Linked DNA regions of Sus scrofa: regions 1 and 3 are each linked to region 2. The links are chromatin contacts, called in public Hi-C and promoter capture Hi-C maps. All regions are on one chromosome and are shown on one strand. The core of a region is the stretch at or near the end of the contact, and the rest is flanking DNA. Distances in the headings are between cores, read along the strand shown.

Evidence for each region. Promoter capture Hi-C pulls out the DNA fragments that hold promoters and counts their contacts. Hi-C and Micro-C count contacts between places; a contact is called where the count stands out from the background.
Region 1: a promoter capture Hi-C map of fetal liver shows a contact between it and region 2, with 3 times the contacts expected there. The contact joins the promoter of MLX here to the promoter of GHDC in region 2. A contact is called at or near these places in 1 of 5 promoter capture datasets (fetal liver) and 1 of 2 datasets of contacts at active chromatin or transcription factors (alveolar macrophages).
Region 3: a contact with region 2 is called in a Hi-C map of mesenteric adipose tissue, with 1.7 times the contacts expected there. The contact joins the promoter of HAP1 here to the promoter of GHDC in region 2. A contact is called at or near these places in 1 of 5 promoter capture datasets (liver) and 7 of 47 Hi-C or Micro-C datasets (embryonic fibroblasts, epiblast stem cells, fetal skeletal muscle and 4 more).

What each region holds. Positions count from the first base shown.
Region 1 is chr12:20,254,505-20,259,387 of Sscrofa11.1, reverse strand. It overlaps MLX (max-like protein X), which reads left to right and starts at 1,845. Exons shown (of 8, transcript XM_003131386.4): 1 at 1,845-1,971; 2 at 2,360-2,396; 3 at 2,893-2,982; 4 at 3,254-3,360; 5 at 3,589-3,688; 6 at 3,864-3,963; 7 at 4,595-4,796. The coding sequence starts at 1,930. COASY (Coenzyme A synthase) reads left to right here. Exons shown (of 10, transcript NM_213789.1): 7 at 1-47; 8 at 213-310; 9 at 397-543; 10 at 645-1,010. The coding sequence ends at 704.
Region 2 is chr12:20,577,767-20,582,622 of Sscrofa11.1, reverse strand. GHDC (GH3 domain containing) reads right to left here and starts at 1,595. Exons shown (of 10, transcript NM_001246239.1): 1 at 1,468-1,595; 2 at 1,246-1,334; 3 at 787-1,065; 4 at 366-487. The coding sequence starts at 1,051.
Region 3 is chr12:20,935,653-20,940,323 of Sscrofa11.1, reverse strand. HAP1 (huntingtin-associated protein 1) reads right to left here and starts at 1,861. Exons shown (of 11, transcript XM_021066999.1): 1 at 285-1,861. The coding sequence starts at 756.

The DNA of each region.
Region 1 (4,883 bases), core at 596-3,095, 320 kb after region 2:
TATCGCAAAGCTGGCCAGAGAGGAGGTGGATCAGGCCGTGGCTGAGGGTGAGTGGGCAGGGCGGTGGGAGGAGCCCGGGGAACAGCTAAGCAGACTCTCCCCTAGGAGCTGCCCCCACCCCAAATCAGACCACCCGCTTTCCCTGGGACTGCGTTTCCTTGGTTCTCTGACTGGGAGCAAGTGGCAGGGTGCTGCTGGCTTTCTCCCCACAGGAAAGCGTGTGTGCGTGATCGATGCTGCCGTGCTGCTTGAAGCCGGCTGGCAGAACATGGTGCACGAGGTGTGGACTGTTGTCATCCCCGAGACTGAGGTATCTGGACCCCACCCCAGTGCCAGCCCCATCGTAGACCGCATCCTGCTCTGAGCCAGGGACTGACAAATGCATCGTCTGCCCAGGCTGTACGACGCATCGTGGAGAGGGATGGCCTGAGCGAGGCTGCGGCTCAAAGCCGGCTGCAGAGCCAGATGAGTGGGCAGCAGCTTGTGGACCAGAGCCACGTGGTGCTCAGCACCTTGTGGGAGCCACATGTCACCCAGCGCCAGGTTGGTGCCCAAGGAAAGGCTGGGTTGTAGGGAAGGAGCCTCTGGTGGATGCCTCTCTGATCCTGTTCTCTTTTCTTTGGAACATTCTGGCCTGTCCAAAGGTGGAGAAAGCCTGGGCCCTCCTGCAGAAGCGCATCTCTGAGGCTCCATCAGATCCATGACTGACGGGTCAGAGGAGATCCAGGGGTGACTAGAGGAGATCCAGCAGTGAGGAGGAGTCAGGACCTTGAAGCTCACCCTAGTTTGGGCCTAGAAGGCTCTCAGCTAAGCTGGGTGGGGCAGAAATGGGCCTGCTCGACTGAAGAAGCCTAACCAGCTTGCTGGTGTTTGGCCAACACTGAGAGTGCGGCTCATGGGGGGAGCTGGTCCTCGGCACTGCATTCCCACGCTTGCCCAAAGGTCTGGGTACCCATGGCACGCCAGGGCCAAGGCCAACACTGGGACTTGTAACAGAATTAAAGGTGAATGTTACCAGGTGCTGTGAGGTGTCTGCTTCCTGCTCCAGTGCCTCTGGGTAGCTTTGTGACCCTTGAGCCCCACGCCTGAGCTGGAACCGGGAGTACGGTGGTTAAGAGCAGCCAGTCTGAGGCCAGCTCTGGCACTTTCTCTGACTGGCTGTGTACTTTCGGATGAGTTCTGGACTTTCTAGGTACCTCAGTTTCCAGATCTTACAAAGTAGCATAACCTGGCTAATAGGCTCTTTGAAAGAGCCAGACTGGGTGTTGGAGAAGCTTCCTTCAACAAGCCACACGGGGAGTTCCTTTCCTGGAGCAGCTGAAACGAATCCAACTAGGAACCATGAGGTTTCGGGTTCTATCCCTGGCCAATGCGTTGCTGTGACTGGTAGTGTAGGTCGCAGATGCGGCCCAGATCCCGCGTGGCTGTGGTGTAGGCCGGCAGCTGTAGCTCCTATTAGGCCCCTCCACAGAGAACCTCCTTACGCCGCCGGTGCGGCCCTAAAAAAAAAGGAAAAACAAAAAAAACCAAGCCAGGCAGGGCCCTCTCCAGAGCGCTGGCCGTCGGGGACTGCCGGCTGGGCCGGGCAGTGCGCACGCACGCAACTATCTGCGACACTACGGCAAGACGTCTAAGGGACCTCGTATCACCGAGTGTGCTTCACGTCGCGGCGGCTAGGACGCTAGCCTGAGGGAGGGCAGGGAGCGCGGCCCCAAGGAGCCGGGGTCGGACCCCGGCGCCAGCCTGGGGCCCATCCCTGCGCAGCCCGGGGGGGAGGGGTTGGTTCCCGGCCGCGCACGCGCGGTGACCCCGCCCGGCCCTCGCCTCCGGGCCGCGGGTTGGCCGACTAGAGTCACGCGGTGCGCCTCGCCTCTTCCTCGCGGCCGGGGGCCCGCCCCGCGGGCAGGTTTCCGGTTCGGTGGGTCGGAGATGACGGAGCCGGGCGCCTCTCCCGAGGACCCCTGGGTCAAGGCAAGCCCCGCGGGCGCGCACGCCGGCGAGGGGAGGGCGGGGCGGGCTCGGGCACGTAGGGGGTCCGGAAGACGAGGGGACTCCCTGCAGTCCCTAGCGCTCCCCCCGCTCTCCGGGCCCCGGGGCTGCAGAGAAGACAGCTCGCACCCCGCGTGTGCCAAGGTGGGAAGACTCCTGAGGCGTGTGCGCGCGGGTGTGAGGGCACGGGGCTGGAGGGCTGGGGGCGTGGAGTGAGCAGACGGCGTCCTGCCGAGGGGTGGTGCTCCCGCGGCCTAGCCGCTCTTGGCTCTGGGGGAACCCTGCAGCTGCCCGCGCACCCCAGGTGTGTGCGGGCGTGTACACAGACGCAGGGGCAGAAGTCCGACGGGTTTCTCCCTTGCTGCCGCAGGTGGAGTATGCCTACAGCGACAACAGCCTGGACCCCGGTGAGTGCCTCCCCCCCCCCGCCCCCGTCTTCGGCTCTGAGGACACTCCCCCTTCAGCCCTATAGATTCTCGTGGCCTTACCAGCCACACCTGAGCGCAGTCCACTGTCCCTGAGCTGGGTCTGTGCAGTGAGGGAGGAGCTGGAGGACGGGGGCAGGAAGCATCCGAGGGTGACACCTCGTTCCCTCAGCCCTGGAGCAGGGAGGTGATGGAAGTAGTGACAGCTGGTCACTCACCATCATCACGCCCCGATGCCACTTGGGGAGCCAGGAGGTATCATTGCAGGCCTGTGGAGCAGTGTAGACACTAGGAATGGGAGCATCGCAGCAGGGCACTTCAGGAAGTGGATGGCCCGGTATGGCTGGCCTTGGGGTTGAAGGGGAGAGGTCAGCGTTTAAAGCCTAGGAAGCCATTGTGCCCACCGGGTGTCTGAGGGCCTGGCAATGCCCCTCCTCTCCACCCTACTCCTTAGTGATCGGGGCCTCTCTTTTTCCAGGGATTTTTGTAGAAAGCACTCGCAAGGGAAGTGTAGTGTCCAGAGCTAATAGCATCGGTTCCACCAGTGCCTCTTCTGTCCCCAACACAGGTAGGCAGCAACATCCCCACCGTGGAGAACCAGCTGCGCCTCGTTTGAGTATCTTTCCTAGATAGGGCAGCTCCAGCCATCCACATGGGGGCGCTGGAGCCCTAGCGGTAGGGGCCGAGTCTCACCGTCTTTCCCCTCATCTAGGATATCGGGTTCTTCTATTCCTCTTCCTTCTCTGGGCACCAGGTTCTTCCCAGCTGGGAAAAAGTGGGCTAACTGAGCTCCACTAGGCCCCAGAATGACCTCTTCCTGCCCCCAACTCTGAGTGTAGATGACGAGGACAGCGATTACCACCAGGAATCCTACAAGGAGTCCTACAAGGACCGGCGGCGGCGCGCGCACACTCAGGCCGAGCAGAAGAGGAGGGATGCCATCAAGGTGATGGGGGAGGCCTGTGCTCTTCAGATCCACTCTGCCCGGACCCCGACAGGCAGTCCCAGGCAGGCTTCCGGGCCCCTAGACCGGGCCTTGGACACAAACTTCTCTCTCCTCCCCTCCCCTTTGAGTGCGTGAACGTGGAACTTGGCATCGAGGAAGAAAAGCTTTGTGCCCATTTGCCTTAACCCCTCAGTGAAGGAACCCCCGTTTCCCCTGCTCTCCCCACAGAGAGGCTATGACGACCTACAGACCATCGTCCCCACCTGCCAGCAGCAGGACTTCTCCATTGGCTCCCAGAAGCTCAGCAAGGCCATCGTTCTGCAGAAGAGTATGACTGGGGAGCACAGGAGGCCTTGGGGTCGAGGGGGCTGTGAGCGGCCTGGCTTTGGGGGGGCGGTTGTAATGAGAGGAGCAGGGTCTGGGGGGAGGGGAAACAGAGTCAGCCTTGTCCTTCTGGTTGCGGCTTCCTCTGTACCCACCTCCTCGTCCCACCTCCTCCCCAGCCATTGACTACATCCAGTTTTTGCACAAAGAGAAGAAAAAGCAGGAGGAGGAGGTGTCCACGTTGCGCAAGGACGTCATGGCCCTAAAGATCATGAAAGTGTAAGGGGCGCGTGCCCTGGAGGTGGGGGGGGGACCAGGGCCTCTGAAAGGACTCTGAGGCCGACCTCAGTTCAGAAGCCGCCTCAGATAATATGCTCACTCCCGGAGTTCCCGTCATGGCTCAGTGGTTAACGAATCCAACTAGGAACCATGAGGTTTCGGGTACGATCCCTGGCCTTGCTCAGTGGGTTAAGGATCCAGCGTTGCTGTGAGCTGTGGTGTAGGTCAAAGACACGGCTCGGATCCCACGTTGCTGTGGCTCTGGTGTAGGCTGGCAGCTACAGCTCCGATTCGACCCTTAGCCTGGGAACCTCTGTGTGCCGCGGGAGCGGCCCTAGAAAAGGCAAAAAGACCCCCCAAAAAAAATACTCTCGCAGGTGGCCACTTGGAGGCAGGACTCTACCCCACGGTGTAGCAGATACTCTGGAAATGCCCCGGGATTAACGGGCAGGCGGGGGCAGGTGGGAGAGGGTGGTCACCACTTCTGACCTGGAAGCAGCCTCTTGCTACTTGGATTGTATCCCCAAGCTCCGTGGGAGTCCCTTCCCGGGGAGGGCGCGGGATGACGCCGTCCCTCTGCCTGGGCCGGGGAGCTGCGGCCGCCGCTCAGCCCTGGCCTGCTCCCTTTCAGGAACTATGAGCAGATAGTGAAGGCACACCAGGACAACCCCCATGAGGGGGAGGACCAGGTCTCTGACCAGGTCAAGTTCAACGTGTTTCAAGGCATCATGGACTCCCTCTTCCAGTCCTTCAACGCCTCCATCTCTGTGGCCAGCTTCCAGGAGCTGTCGGCGTGCGTCTTCAGCTGGATTGAGGAGCACTGTAAGCCTCAGGTAGGGGCCGCGGTGGTCACGGCCTTCGGGGCTCTTCCCTCAGGCAGAGTGACCCAAGCCCTTGTTGTTGAGCAAGGCGAGGCAGCA
Region 2 (4,856 bases), core at 346-2,845:
CTGAACCAGACCCTGAGCCCCCACTTCGGTGGATTTTTTTTTTTTCCCTTTTCTTTTTAGGGCCACACCCACGGCATATGGAGATTCTCAGGCTAGGGGTCAAATGGAAGCTAGAGCCCTGGCCTATTCCACAGCCACAGCAATGCCCGATCCAAACTGCATCTGTTCATGGCAACGCTGGATCCTTAACCCACTGAGCTAGGCCAGGGATTGAACCTGAATCCTCATGGATACTGGTCAGGTTCTTAACGCGCTGAGTTAAGTGGGAATTCTGGGTTTGGGTCCCCCCCCCCATCCTGATGGGAGGGTTTGGCTGCAATTAGGGGGGTCTCTGGTGGGGTCGGGCTCCAGCCTTCCCAGTTTACCTGCAGAGAGGCCTCCCCACAGTACTGGTTTGAGGTAGGGGGCAAGACCTGCCCCCTACCCTCTTCCTCCTGGACCTGGCTGGCCTTGGTCAGTGGAAGATGATTCCGGAAGGTGCTTATATCTGTAGCCCCAAAGACATCACAAAATCTTTATGAAGCCACAGAGTTCCCAAGAGTTTCAGGCCAAGACGGGTGACATCCTTGAGGAAGGAACCCGGAATAGGCCTGGGGGATGAGGGGCTACCAGGACCCAGGATGGGAAAATTCTCTTGACCATTCCTTAGCCTGGGTCAGATCTCTGGGTCAGGCCCCTCTGTGTTGGCAGAAGAAGCGGGGAGGGAGGTTTTCAGGTTTTGGAATCTGACTGTCCTATGGGGTTTCTTTCTCTTTGGGCCACCTCCCCACGCCTTGGGAAACACACCTGTGCTCCCCCTGAGGGGACAGCAGGGACCCTGGGCCCGCTGCAGACACCATCTCAGGGCCTGCTGCTGACTCTGGCCTGCGTGCAGCGTGCTCTGCTCCAGCCTCTTCTGCTGCCAGGCAGCTGCCCAGCACAGGACCCTCCATGCTACACGGTGCTGGAGGCAGACAAGCCAGGACAGCCTGGCATCCTGGGAGTGCCACCACCAGAGCATCACCAGTGGAGGCAGTAGCAGCAACAGCAGGAACAGCAGCAGCAGCAGCATCTCTAAGCCGCTCCCTAGGAGGAGGAAGGCCTCCGCATCGAGGGATTGTGAGGAGGAGGCGGGGACCATCCGTTTCCTCCCCCGCCCCTCCCCCTGGGGGGAATCAGTTAAAATGGAGGTTCGAGAAGCCAGGACCCCTGTCAGGCAGGTGAGACGCAGAGGAGAGAACATCAGGGCTCTGGGGCCACACTGACCTGAATCGGGATCCTGGCTCTGCCCCTGGTTAGCTGGCTGGCCCTGGGGATCTCAGCTCGCCGCTCTGAGCTCCGTCCCCTTCCCCTGTCTGTAAGATGGGAGTAATAACACCCTTCAGAAGGTGCAGGGAAGGCATGGCACGGTGCCTGGCACACAGCGGTTGCCTAACCGATGACACGCCTGGTCCATTCCCGAGTGGCTCTGCTTTGTCCAGGACCTACCCTCTCCCAGCATCGTGTCTCCCCCTGAGCCCCGAGCAGTGATTCCATGTCCCACATGCACCTGTCACAGCCCAAATGTGCCTCCGCCAGGCACCCAGGGTCCCCGCAGTGCTCCGTACAGCCTCAGTGCACAGCGGGCCAGAAAGCTGGGGCCACGACTTTAAAGGGCTGGGCCTGGACCGGGAAATCCGGCTGCTGGGCCTGAGGGAGGTGCTGGGAAGGGGGGGAGCTCTTAAAGGGGCAGGTCACCTAAGGACTGCCGGGCTGGGAGCTGGCCCAAGCTGGCAGGTGGAGGGAGGTTAGGGCCAGAGTAGCATGTGAAGGAAGAGGAAGCTGAGTGTGAAAAGACTGCCTCCAATCAGCTTGAGTGGGGAGTGGGGTGCACCCTATCCTGAAGTAGGTTCAAATTTGCTTCATTTTTTTTTTTTTTTTTTTTTGGTCTTTTTAGGGCCGCACTCGTGGCACATGGAGGTTCCCAGGCTAGGGGTCGAATTGGAGCTACAGCTGCTGGCCACAGCCATAGCCACAGCAATGCCAGATCCAAGCCGCATCTGCAACCTACACCACAGCTCACAGCAACACCGGATCCTTAACCCACTGAGCGAGGGCAGGGCTTGAATCTGTGTCCTCATGGATGCTAGTCAGATTCACTTCTGCTGAACCATGACGGGAACTTTCCAAATTTTTTTTTTAATAAACAGACTTTTATTGAGGTATCTCAGCTCCTTTTTTTTTTTTTTTTAAATCAGATTAGTCAGTTTGTAAAGAGGTTAACAATTCCTGTTCATCATAAGCTTCATTGACAAAAGTCTCACTATTCATTAGATTTGAGAACTGTTAAGAAACAGAATTTTTGGAATTCCTACTGTAGCACAATGGGACACAAGTTTGATCGCTGGCCCAACACAGTGGGTTAAAGATTGGGTGTATGCGACAACTGTGGCTTGGATCTGATCCCTGGGCCAGGAATTCCACATGCTGTGGGGCAGCCAAAACAAATGAACAAACTAACAAACAAACAAAACCCAGAATTTTCTCCAATCCAGAATTGCTCTCCAAAAAGGTGGTAGAGAAAGAAAATGCTTTCGTTATTGAATAAGCATTAAATTGGAGTGAGATGCGTCGCAGGCAATCAGCTGAAACTGCAAAGACCAAAAAAACCTCGCTCCCCTTTAAAGCCAGAGCCGGGCAGACGCCACCTGCTAACAGGTGTTCTCAAAATAACTAACTTTACCTGGTAATTGGGGCCACCACCTGGGTTAGCTTATTGGTTTTATCACAATAAACACAAACTTCTCCTATCGTTATGGCAGGAGGCAGTCCCACGGTTAAGTCCTCTCTCCTCCTGTGCCCTTGACCCAGGCTCTCAGACGCTAAAAGCCCTCTGTCTTGCAAACTCTCTTATTTTCACAGCTGAGCTCCTTTGCACAGGTCTGCTCTATCTGGCTACCCCACCTTGCTTTCACTCCTTTTTAGTTCTTATTTAGGCCTTGCACTTGATTTTAAAAAAAATAACAGCCTTATTAGATATAATTTACACATTTACATATACGAATCACCCATTTAAAGGGTCTAGTTCAGGAGTTCCCGCTGTGGTGCAACAGGATTGGCGGCATCTCTGCAGCGCTGGGATGCAGGTTTGAAGCCCGACCTGGCACATCAGGTTAAGAATTTGTCTTTGCCGCAGCTGCACAACCGTGGTTGGGATCTGATCCCTGGCCCGGGAATACCATATGCCGCAGGGCAGCAAAAAAAAAAAAAAAAAAAAAAAAAAAAAAAAAAAAGTGTACAATTCAATGGTTTCTAGCGTATTCATAGGTATGTTCAATACCATCAATTTTGTAACATTTTCATCACCCCCAAAATGACCCCAGGCCTTTGAGCTAACAAACCCAATCCCTCTCCACCCCTGGTGCTAAGCAGCCTCAAATCTATAGTCTCTTTTTATAGATTTGCCTATTCTGGACATTTCATGTAAATGGAATCAGAGAACACAGAGGTTTTTTTTTTTTTTTTTTTTTTTGCCTTTTTAGGGCCACATCCATAGCATATGGAGGTACCCAAGCTAAGGGGTAGAATCAGAGCCATAGCCGCCACATCTGAGCCACATCTGCAACCTACGCCACAACTCACGGCAATGCCGGATCCTTAACCCACTGACAGGCCAGGGATGGATACTGGTCAGTTACAAGGATAACTCCATACATGAGTTACCATTTTAACCATATTTATGCATCCACTTCGGTGGCATTAAGTACATTCACACTGTTGTACAGACATCACCATTGTCTAGCACCAACCCTTTTTCATCTTCCCAAACTGAAACTATGCTCATGAAACAATAATTCCCCATTCCTGCTTCCCCCAGCCTCTGGTATCCACTATCCTATTTTCTGTCTTTATGAATTTAATGATTGTAGGTGCCTAATATAAGGGGAATCATACAATACTTTCTATTTCCCTTAACACAATGTCTTCACGATTCATCCATATTGTAGCATGTGTCAAAATTCCCTTCCTTTTTTTTTTTTTTTTTTTTTTGGTCTTTTTAGGGTCACACCTGTGACATGTGGAGGTTCCCAGACTAGGGGTCAAATGGGAGCTGCAGCTGTCGGCCTACACCACAGCTCACGGCAATACCGGATCCTTAACCCACTGAGCAAGGCCAGGGGTCGAACCTGTGTCCCCATGGATGCTGGTCAGGTTCGTTTCCACTGAGCCATGACAGGAACTCCCTCCCTTCCTTTTAAAGGCTGAATAATGTTCTGCTGTGTGTATTTTTTTGTTTGTCCATTCATTCATTGACGGGCATTTGTGTTTTCACATTTTGGCTGTTGCAAATAGTGCTGCTATGAGCACAGGTGTACAAATGTTTGAGCCCCTGCTTTCAGTTCCTCTGAGTATATTCCCAGAAGGGGAAGTGCTGGATTATATGGTAATTCTATATTTGATTTTTTGAGGAACCACCATACTGTTTTCACAGCAGCTACACTATTTTACATGCCTACCTGTGATGCACAAGGCTTCCATTTTTTTTTCACATCCCCTACAATAGTTGCCATTTTCTGAGTTGTTTTTTTGTTTTGTTTTGTTTTTTTGTCTTTTCTAGGGCCGCTCCTGCGGCACATGGAGGTTCCCAGACCAGGGGTCCAATCGGAGCTGTAGCCGCCTGCCTTTTTTTTTGCTTTTAATTTATTATTATTATTATTTTTTTGTCTTTTTGCCATTTCTTGGGCTGCTCCCGCGGTATATGGAGGTTCCCAGGCTTGGGGTCGAATCGGAGCTATAGCCGCCGGCCTACACCACAGCCACAGCAACATCAGATCCGAGCTGCGTTTGCGACCTACACCACAGCTCATGGCAACGCCAGATCCTCCACCCACTGAGCA
Region 3 (4,671 bases), core at 612-3,111, 360 kb before region 2:
CCACTGAGAGTGCGCAGAACTACCACAGCAACAGGCGCGAAGAGGTGGGAGGGGAGCGTTCGAGTCCCGGGACCCAACCCACAGACAGGAAATCAGGGAACGAGAGAAGGGGAGAGGAGAAGAGGAAGAGGCGACCGGAGAGGCACCGCAGAATGTGACATCTCCAGGGTGGCTGGAGAGGTGGGACTGAGCACCAGAGGGGATGGGGCGCCTGGACCGGAAGAGGCCCCCCTCCTCCCTGCTGCTGTCCCACCCGCTCTGAGGACCCGGGGACCCTAGTTTACCTTCCTCTAACTCTCGAATAAAGGCGGTGCGCTCGGGGCCAGACACCTCAGGCCGCCGGCTGATGCAGGCAGCTGGCGTCTTCCAGATGCCCGCCGCCTTTCCAGTCCCCAAGCCACTGGCTTGGGAACCAAAAGGTCCTCGGAATATAAAGCGAGTCCACGGCACGTCCGAGTTGTCGAGCACGGACTGTGCATTCCCCTGGTCGACGGAGAATGCAGACGTGCGCTGGGCTCCTGCCTTGGATCCAGACTCGGAGGCCCGGCGAGCGCCTTCCGGGGGTCCTGAGACGCAACTGGATCCGTATCCTGCTCCCTGTCCAGCCTCGGGTGCCTGCGCAGGGACGGGTTCAGGCTCGGTGGAAGGCTGTGGAGCGGGATTGGCTGCGGACGGAGGAGCAGGGGTGACTGCTCCGGGATCCCCGGGTCCCGGCCCGTGCCCGGCGCATCCCTGCCCCAACTCTTTCGGGCGCATCTTGTGTCCGCAGTCGGCTGCCTGTCGCAGCCCGGCCTTTATAACCTGTGCCTAGCTGTGCGCCCGCCGGGCGGTACCACGCGTGGGGGGGTGGCCTAGGAGCAACTGGTGGTGCCCGAGACGAGGGGAGGCTCGGGGGAGAGAGCCAATGGGGGCGGAAAGAGAGCGCAAAAGTAAGAGAAAGGCGAAGAGAAGAAGCGAGTAAACGTTTCAGCTGGTTCCACGGGCTTGGGCTCCCAAGGCAGGCTATTCTCCCCTCTCCACCTCTTAAGAATGGTTTTGCCCAAAGCGGCCGCTTCCCCGGGATTTGGGTCCAGGGACTCTGAGGTCCCTAAGTGGGGGTACCCCCTCCCTCCGCTCTAGCCCGAGGCTTTTCGGCTACCTTCCCTGGATCTGACCTGTGAGTTGGGGCTGTATCGTGTCTTTCCTCGTTGGCTGGGAGATAAATCCAAACGCCAGGACGGTCTCCACGCGCTGCCCAGACTGGCGCGTCACACACGGATCCTGGACTTCATACCCCCAGCGCTCCAGCCGCTCGCTCGGCAGCCCTCTTTCTTATTTCTTGGTTCGTCTTATGGCCTTTCCTCATGCTTCACCTCTGCTTTCATTCGCTCTGCCCGACTCCTTCCACGCGGGCAAACTCCTGTTCTTCCGGAAGACCCCGCTTAGGTGTCTCCGCGTAAAGACTCCTCGGATCCCGCCCTCCTTCACGCCAGAGCATCCTTTACGCGATGGCAACTGTGGTCAGACCGTGTCTGCCTCCACGATCAGAGCTACTCCCCTTCAGCACGGGAAGCAGGTCCCTCAGAGCACAGCACAGGTCCTGGTACCTATGAGGGTCGCCGTAAGTAGGTCCTGAATGAACTGTAGGGCAGCAGAGGGGTCCAGGGGCCATTTCTGTGCCTTTGGACCAGAGGAACCCACAAAACCAAAAAGAGATGGCTGCTGCACTGATTCTTTTAAAGCCTTGGCATCATTCTTGGGGTCCCAGTTTTCCTCCTCTTGAATACTGTCAATCTCCAAATCCTGCTTGATTTACCTCCTAAATATTTCTAAATGTCTGCCTCCTTGTCAGCCCTTCTGCTGTGGAGGTCTCATTCTCTCTTCTAGATTGTTGTGATTCTCCCATTCCCCCATGCCATCCCCACCCCCAGAAATCCATCTCTAGCCCATCTCTCCCATTCATACTCCATTCCAGGTCACCCTTGTCTTTTTCCGCAGCAACGCCAGATCTGAGCCATGTCTGCAACCTACACCACAGCTCACGGCAACACTGGATCCTTAACCCACTGAGCGAGGCCAGGGATCGAACCCACAACCTCATGGTTCCTAGTCGGATTCGTTAACCACTGAGCCACGATGGGATCTCCATATATGTATTTTTTACATCTTCTTTATCCATTCATCTGTTGATGGGCACTTTGCTTCCATATCTTGGCTAATGTAAATAACACTGCTGTGAACATTAAGACTACATAAAGCATGCATGTTTTCTATGGTTTATTTGTCAGCAAAATAGTTTTCGTTGAAGTATAGTTGATTTACAATATTGTATTCAATTCTGGTGTACAGAAAACTGATCCAGTTGCCCATATATATTATTTTTCATATTCTTTTTTTTATAGGTTAATACAAAGTATTGGATATAGGTTCCTGTACTATACAGAAGGACCTTGCGGTTTATCTATTTTATTTTATTTTATTTTATTTTATTTTATTTTTTGTCTTTTTGCCATTTCTTGGGCTGCTCCCAAGGCATATGGAGGTTCCCAGGCTAGGGATCCAATCGGAGCTGTAGCCACCGGCCTACGCCAGAGCCACAGCAACGCGGGATCCGAGCCGCGTCTGCAACCTACACCACAGCTCACGGCAACGCTGGATCCTTAACCCACTGAGCAAGGCCAGGGACTGAACCCGCAACCTCACAGTTCCTCGCCACGACGGGAACTCCTGTTTATCTACTTTATATCTAGCAGTTTGCATCTGTTAATTTATATCTTCCCCACACTTTCCCCTTTGTTAATGATGTTTGTTTTCTGTGTCTGTGAGTCTGTTTCTGTTTTGTAAATAAGTCCATTTGTGTCATATTTTAGATTCAACATATAAGTGATATCATATGGTATTTGTCTTTCTCTGTCAGCGAAAATTCTTTTTTTTTTTTCTTTTTATGGGTGCACCTGCAGCCAATAGAAGTTCCCATGTGAGAGATGGAATCAGAGCTGCAGCTGGGGCTAAACCACAGCCATGGCAATACTGGATCCGAGGCACATCTGCAATCTATGTCCAAGCTTGCAGCAACACTGGATCCTTAACCCACTGAGCGAGGCCAAGGATTGAACCCACATCCTCACCGAGACTACATTGTGTCCTTAACCCACTGAGCCACGATGGGAACTCCAGCAAAAAGTCTTAAGGAGACAAAACCCAACCCCAAGGCTTCCTGTGGATAGTGAGGTTGGAGAACATCAGGAGGTGACAGGGCATCAGCATGGCCCAGACATAATGAGGCTTTAGCCTTGAAGCCCTGTCGAGTGGCTCCCCCATCAGCCACCAGCGTCCTGGACAAACTTACTGAGACACCTCACCTCTGCAGCTCCAACACCTAGCACAGGACAGGACATCAGTAGGGGACCGTTCAATTTTTGCTGCATAGATATTTGCCGAATTGAATTATCCCTGCCTTTGAGAAAACAGCCTCAAGGCCCCTGGGAAGTTTGCAGTGAAGAAGGAAATGGGATGGAGAAGACAGAGCTGAAGGGGACTGCAGGCTCGCCAGGTGACAGAACCCTCTAGGTCCAGGCACTGGTGCCCAGCAACTCTTACTACAGCCACTAGAGGGCAGTGCCAGACCATGGATCACCACCTCACCTCGCCACCCCCGACCAGGCTCCCTATTGCAGGGTCACTAACCCTGCAAAAGAGGCTGTGGAGGGATGGTGTCTCCATTTTACAGATGGAGAAACCAGGGCTCAGACCCCCGTGTCTCTACAGTAAGCATTGTGGCCTGGCTGATGGGTTTCTGCCACTGCCCAGGGCTGTGAAAGAGACCCAGTTCGGGGTCCCTGACCCAGGCCTGGGTCTGTGGTTCCCCTTCGGTCCTCCTGCTGCTGCTCTCACCCAAGAGATCAGCAGAGACCCTAGCTCTCTGCCCTCCCTCCCAGTACACACCCTCTGACCCCTGCTGGACCAGAGAGAGGACCATAGGGGGCACACGACCTGCCAGGCACACCCCACACCACAGCCATCAACTTGGGGCACAGACATGGTGATGCCCAGCCTTGGGCAACACCAGCACACACCCACCCAGCTCAGGCCACCTCCTCTGGCCTGAACCTGGAAAACACCCCGTGGGACAGGGTTCTCCGTGGACAGAGACTTTGAGGGTCAGTGCAGGGATCCGGGCAGGGCCAGGCACAGGACCACCTTCTGCATCAAACTGGGGAGCAGGCCAAGGGTGGGAGGGGTACCCTGGATATGGGACAGCCAGGACCCCTCACCTCCCCTGGACTCCGGCTCATCTCCTGCAGGCCTCAGGGGTGCCCTTCTCTGCATCCTGGCCCCACTTCCCCAGCACCAGGCAATGGCCCCCACAGTGGAAACCCCCACCTGCTGGAGTGCCCCCCACTTCCTTTACTTCTTCCCCCAGGACCCCGGCCAGAATACTGGAGCACAGAGCTCTCTGAGCCCGCTCCCTAGCCCAGGGCCAGGACATAGGGGTTTCCTGGGGGCCTGGGCCCTTCCTCCTGCTGTTTTCTGGTTTCTGGGACGGGGAAGAGAGAGACTTAAGGAGGGGGGTGTGAGGGGCTCCACTGGGAGGCCAGGATCCTAGCAGAGAGCAATTTCCTCCATTCCAAGACACAACCAGCTCTCTCGCACCAGAGAAGCCCAAATAGGTCCATGCTTTTATTTTATTTT